Linked DNA regions of Rattus norvegicus: region 1 is linked to region 2. The links are chromatin contacts, called in public Hi-C maps. All regions are on one chromosome and are shown on one strand. Each heading gives the region's core, a stretch centred on a gene start, on an enhancer-like site or on the middle of the called end of the contact. The rest is flanking DNA. Distances are from core to core; before and after follow the strand shown. Region 1 holds the start of Trmt9b (tRNA methyltransferase 9B (putative)). Region 2 has its middle 57 kb from the start of Trmt9b.

Evidence for each region. Hi-C and Micro-C count contacts between places; a contact is called where the count stands out from the background.
Region 1: a contact with region 2 is called in a Hi-C map of frontal cortex, with 2.7 times the contacts expected there. The contact joins the promoter of Trmt9b here to the enhancer-like site in region 2. A contact is called at or near these places in 3 of 12 Hi-C or Micro-C datasets (frontal cortex, liver and prefrontal cortex) and 1 of 1 datasets of contacts at active chromatin or transcription factors (oligodendrocytes).

What each region holds. Positions count from the first base shown.
Region 1 is chr16:62,494,081-62,496,780 of GRCr8, forward strand. It overlaps Trmt9b (tRNA methyltransferase 9B (putative)), which reads right to left and starts at 1,438. Exons shown (of 6, transcript NM_001107314.1): 1 at 1,101-1,438; 2 at 583-807.
Region 2 is chr16:62,437,529-62,440,228 of GRCr8, forward strand. It overlaps a transcript of Trmt9b not described here. Among named protein-coding and RNA genes, the nearest start is that of Trmt9b, 57 kb to the right of the region's middle. Within about 2 kb of position 1,258, at least 16 of the 93 cell types and tissues checked have an H3K27ac peak or open chromatin away from gene starts, as enhancers often do.

The DNA of each region.
Region 1 (2,700 bases), core at 188-2,687, 57 kb after region 2:
CCTTGCTGGTGTATTGAGAATAACTTTAATCTCCAAGTAACACGGATCTAGACTAGCCTTTTCCTGCACGAAATTTCCTAGGTGCATTTTAAAGATTTCACTAGCTAATACATAAAGAAACGCCGGGCTCGGGGTTGTTTGCATCCTTGCAAACATGTTATTTATGACGACAGCTCAAGTTAACGCAAACAGGCGCACACGAGAGACATGTATCATTGTATAGATCTCACCATCCTATTTTGACTTTCCTGCCAATAAACTGTATTTTCATCCTCAGCTTTGGAAACTTTCAGGCTGCTGAGTGATCTTAGTTCCCGCCTCCTGCTGGGAAGAAAACCATTTCCCAAGTCACGGCTTTTAAAGGGAAAGATACACGTGCGACCAGAAACAAGAATTCCTCTTCACCTTTATACCTCTGCACTTGTCGCTTTGGACTCTGAGAGCCTATTTATCCTCCCTGCCATCTGAAGCATGTCCTGCAAGGCAGGCTGCTCTGCTTTGCTCTGCTCTGCGCCTCAAGTTTGCAGGGTAAACAGGTTCTCTCACCATAACAAGGATGGCCAAGGAAGGCCAGTAACTCACCCAGGTTTGCAGATCCCGGGTGCTCTGGCAGTCTTGGGGATGCCAAATGGCTGCAACTAGGACAGCGAAGACTCGGGTCACCATTGAGCAGTGCAGACGAAGGTCAACAGCAGGTTTTGGGCGGTCTTTGCCCGGGATCCGGGCGGGAGGCTCGGCCGAGCACTGGCTCGGTGCTCTTCAGCGTCGCAGCCCGGACTGTCCAGGATGCAACTTCCATGGGTCGGCCTAGGAGCGTGAGAATGAAAGGGAGAGGACTAGAGAGAGGGAGTGAGGAGGGGGGGGGTGTAGGGGGGAAGGAGGGTGTGCAGGGGTGCGCGCAAGACGGGAGCGCGCTCCCGGGCTGGAGCGCGGCTCCGTAGAGAAGTTGGAACGCAGCCGCGAGGCCGCGCACACCCAGGCTCGCGCGGGGACCTCCTCCTGCCAAGCTGCGCGGCTTGGAAGCCAGAGTGACAGCAGCTGCGACTTCCCGCGACCCCCACCCAGCGTGGTGCCGCCCTCACCTCTCCCCAGGCTCTGACCGCAAGCCCGGGGCGCCTCGGAGTCGGCTCGGTGCGGCGCGGGCGCGCGGCAGAGCCCAAGCGGTGTGGCCGCTCTGTCTGTCCCCTGCGATCGCCGCGCCCGGACGTGCCTGAGGCTGGAATCAGGATGACCTTCCTGTCTCTCACCTCGCTCTACTCCAGTGTCCGGTGGGGTGAAGGGTCCTAAGCGGGAGACGCCTCTGGGCGGGTACACCTGGCGGGGCCCCAAGCGCAGCTCAGTACCTGTGGTGACACCCACGTGACCCTAAGCCTAACTCTTCCCTTTTGATCCTGACCACAACACACACTGTAAAGGAAAAATCTCTACCGGGTATCTGGGCACGTGGGCTGACTCAGGATTGGAGGAATTAGGTCCAACCTGTCACTGCACGGGTTCTGGGTTTTTCCTGAAAAAGACAACGCTTGTTTAATCTTTTCAATGTCTTGCTAAAAGGAGCAAGTCAAAACCCCCGTCTGTCACAACAGTGCAGTGTGGAAATTTAGAAGCGATAGCCCAAAATGGACATAGATCATTGCTTCTGCAATAATAGTGTTAATTGCTTTCAGTGTCATAGCTAATAACCTTCGACCCCTATTAGTAAACAACGTAGTTACCCGCAGGGTTCTCTGTACTTTTTAAAAACTATATGTTCCCCGGAATCGGACCCCGACATATTCAGTAATGTTTTGCGGGCCTTTGGATAAGAATCCCATGCTGTTGAGCTGCTGTCCTGTTATGGGGGTTGGTAGGGACTCACCTATGTGCATTTATAATGCGCCCCTAGGAGGAGGATTGGAGATCACACGGTTTAATTCAGGGATAGTGCTGCAGTTCTCTTACTCCGTCTACTGGGGTGGTCCAGAGAGAACTTCTGTCTGGACTTCTACTGCAATGTCCAGAATAACAAAAGAGCCATCTCCTCGTTTGATTAAAAAGAGGTAGGGAGACTCACTAGCCTGCTTCCCATCTTCTTGAACCCTGAGCCAACAGGAAAGACACTCGGTGCTCCTTTTTCTTTCTGTTCAAGGACGCTACAGTTATGGCGGATGGAATTCATCTTAAGTACTGACATACCTTAGAGTATTGAGTGGTACAAGTCAGGAGCCCAGTAAATATCACATCATAAAAGAGAGCTGAACAGGGTAGGATCAGAGGGAAAGCGACCTGGTTTACATTTCATAAGACACATGAGGGAAATGATTTCAGTGAAGGCATTCTGGCGGCCAGGGCAGGTACGCCATTTTGGTATAAGAATTTAATTTTGAGAGTTTTGAGATATGATAGTAGCAGAAGTCCTCAGCCTTGTGCAGGGGATGGGAATGGACCTCGACAACAAGGGGACAGAAGCTCTGGAATACGGTAGAATGAGCATAGACATTATTTTTACATTATTTTTACATTTTATGGCTGTGCAAGGTATGGGAGCCGTTGAAAGTGCATCCTGCCGCAGTCGGCAAATGTGTTGGGTCACACTCACAGCTACCTTGGGGGTGGACTCTAATTGGAAACTCATGCCATAATATGCGGGTTTGAGTATCAGTCCCTTGTCCGGGGGCAGGGAGGAAAGAAGATGGCTGGAGTTGAGGTTATGATAAGAGG
Region 2 (2,700 bases), core at 8-2,507:
CTCCCAGCTGCTCTCTTATCCAAAGAGTGTTTATGAAGCACCTGTCCAGAAACCCCAAAGCCTCTCTAGCAATGAGAGAAATGAACGCGTACAACAAACAGGGAAGGCCTGAATCTATCACCCTGGTGGTCATGGTCACAACCTGTTTCTCAGGTGTCTTTGCCTTTTCCTGTCCCCTGCAAAACCACCTTCTTGTGGTTTTTGTAATAACAGTTCAGGACAAAGCCAAGTGCCTTCCCTGTCCACACAAGTGGTGTAGCCTTTGAGAGCTTCAGCTTTTGTCTCTACAGTGACAGCTACCATCAGAAATAGGTGGTACTGTAAAGATTTCTGATCTGCAGAGCCTGCATAATGAAAGGAACCATTGTTACCATCAACAAATAACTCGGGAGTGTTCCAGACACCTTTAAGAATTGTCCAACTCCTTGCCTTCTGGACTAACTAGCCTTGCATTCCTCTCTCTCTCTCTCTCTCTCTCTCTCTCTCTCTCTCTCTCTCTCTCTCTCTCTCTCTCAATTTAAATCATTAACCTTACTGTATGAGTGTTTTGTCTACATTGCATATATATGTACCACATGGGTGCCTGAAAAGGGTGTGGGATCCCCTGGAACTGGTGTTAAACAGGGTTATATATGAGCCACTCTGTGGGTGCTGATAATCAAGCTAAGGTCCTCTGGAAGAGCAATCCGTACTCTTAACGTCTGCACCGACTCTCCGGCTGCATACCCTGCTGGCTTTTAATTAGTTAAGTCTGAGAATTAAACTTGACTCCCATTAAGTCTTCAAAGGTTTCTAAAAAGCCCCTTGCCTATATAGAATGTTTGTAAGTTGTTCAACAAAAGCGTAAAGAAACGTGGTATTTAAATCACCATGTCCCTCATAGGGAACTGAATTCTGCCCATTCTATGCTTTATGTTGCTTTCTTGATGCAGCTATGTTTGAGCCCGGCCATTGCTGTGACAAAGCACCTTAGCTCACCCTCAAGTTCCTCCCTGTGACACTGAAGACTTAAGGGATGTGTGGGGAGGGACCATTCTCCACCGCCACCCACCACTGCCAGCACAATGCTCATGTGGAGGACAAGTCGCTGGAATTCCCAGTTTTAATGTCGGCTTTCATTTCAGTCTTCTTGTTGTGGAGCTCTGATGTGTGACTACATTGCTAACTGTGAGAAACTCATCTGCATCTGTGGATTCTGGCCTCAGGCAGTGAGCCCCTTGTGTGCATTGGGATAGAGACAGCTGTCTCACATGTGGCACAGAGCCCAGATGGCCCACTGTGCCACTGATAGGCAGTGGCTCTACTCACAGGCTGAGCCTTGCTGTAAGAATGTTCTACCCAGCTTTTCAAATAGCTGTCCCTGACCAGAGTCACTGTGACAGAAGGGGCGACCCCAGATCAGGCTCCTTCTCCTCATGGGACAATATGTAGGGGCCTGTTCATGTCCCAACAGGATCCCTGCTAGTAAAGCTGTGCAAATGTCCCTCTCTGCTGATTAACCCTTTGAGGACAAGCATCTCAATGGAATGGGGGCAGTGTAAGCCTAATTTCTCAAGAGTGGGGTGTGGGGAACCAAGCTGGAAAGTTGAAACTGAAAGTTTGCTTCTCACTGAACTATCAAGAAAACTGTAACACTTGCCTTATGCCTGGCAAACAGACAGCCTTGAAGCTCAATTAGTGATTGACACTTCAAAAACGGAACACAAAGAGAAAGAATTGACAGCTTTGAAAGACCAGAGCGACAAGTGTTTTGCTGTTTTGTTTTGTTTTTTGACCAAAAAGACTTCTGCAGAACTGCAGAGCACATGTCCCCAAGTTCCTGTTTCACCTTTTTTTTTTTTTTGTTCCATCTCACCAGGGCCAAGCAACACTCTGATGATAGCCACACCTTCTGAGAGCACAGGTGAGGGACTGCCAAGCAGCAAGATGCTAAGTACCATCTGCTCCTGGATTGCGTCTCCTAGGAGATCTGTGGGAGTCACAGTGGGGCCAGGTGCAAATCCTTTCACCATTCTCCAAAGAGAACCACCTGTCAACCTGCGGATGGAGCCGGTGGAAGGTCCAGCAATATAAAATACACATCACCACAGTGTCACTTTGGGGTGGTCTACTACGTCTTTTATTAGTCTTAAAATATGTCTTTTAAAAAGTAGATAATATCCTTTCTATCAACCCATAAAAGATGCTGTATCATTAGACGGCTAACCCAGCTTCCAGACAACGGGAACAGAATTCAAGTACAGACTGGTTGAGTTTCATTGAAGTGTAACAAGCATCATGTGAGCGAGCCTAACAGCACCTGCCCTGACACATTCGGGAGGAAGAAAACTCCAATCCTGTTTGTTTGAGACTATTATTAAAGAATACACAAACACATAAATAATCAACTACATATCACAGGCATACAAATTATGCTATTTTAAATAGCTGTTACAAAAAGATCCTGGCCACTGTTGGTTCACGTAAATAAATATCTTTAGGTTATTGTAAGAGTCAAGATGTCTTACATCAATTTGTGCTCTAGATCTATTGCTAGTTCCCCCTGGGGGGGGGAGATTAAAATAACTATATTTAAGGGGAAAAAAGCTTCACACTTTTGACACAAATACATATGTCAACACCAGGGAAGGCATGAAAGCATCTAGCAGTCTTCTTAAATGCTCCTGAAGCAACAATAAAGGCCAATTCAATGAGATGCGT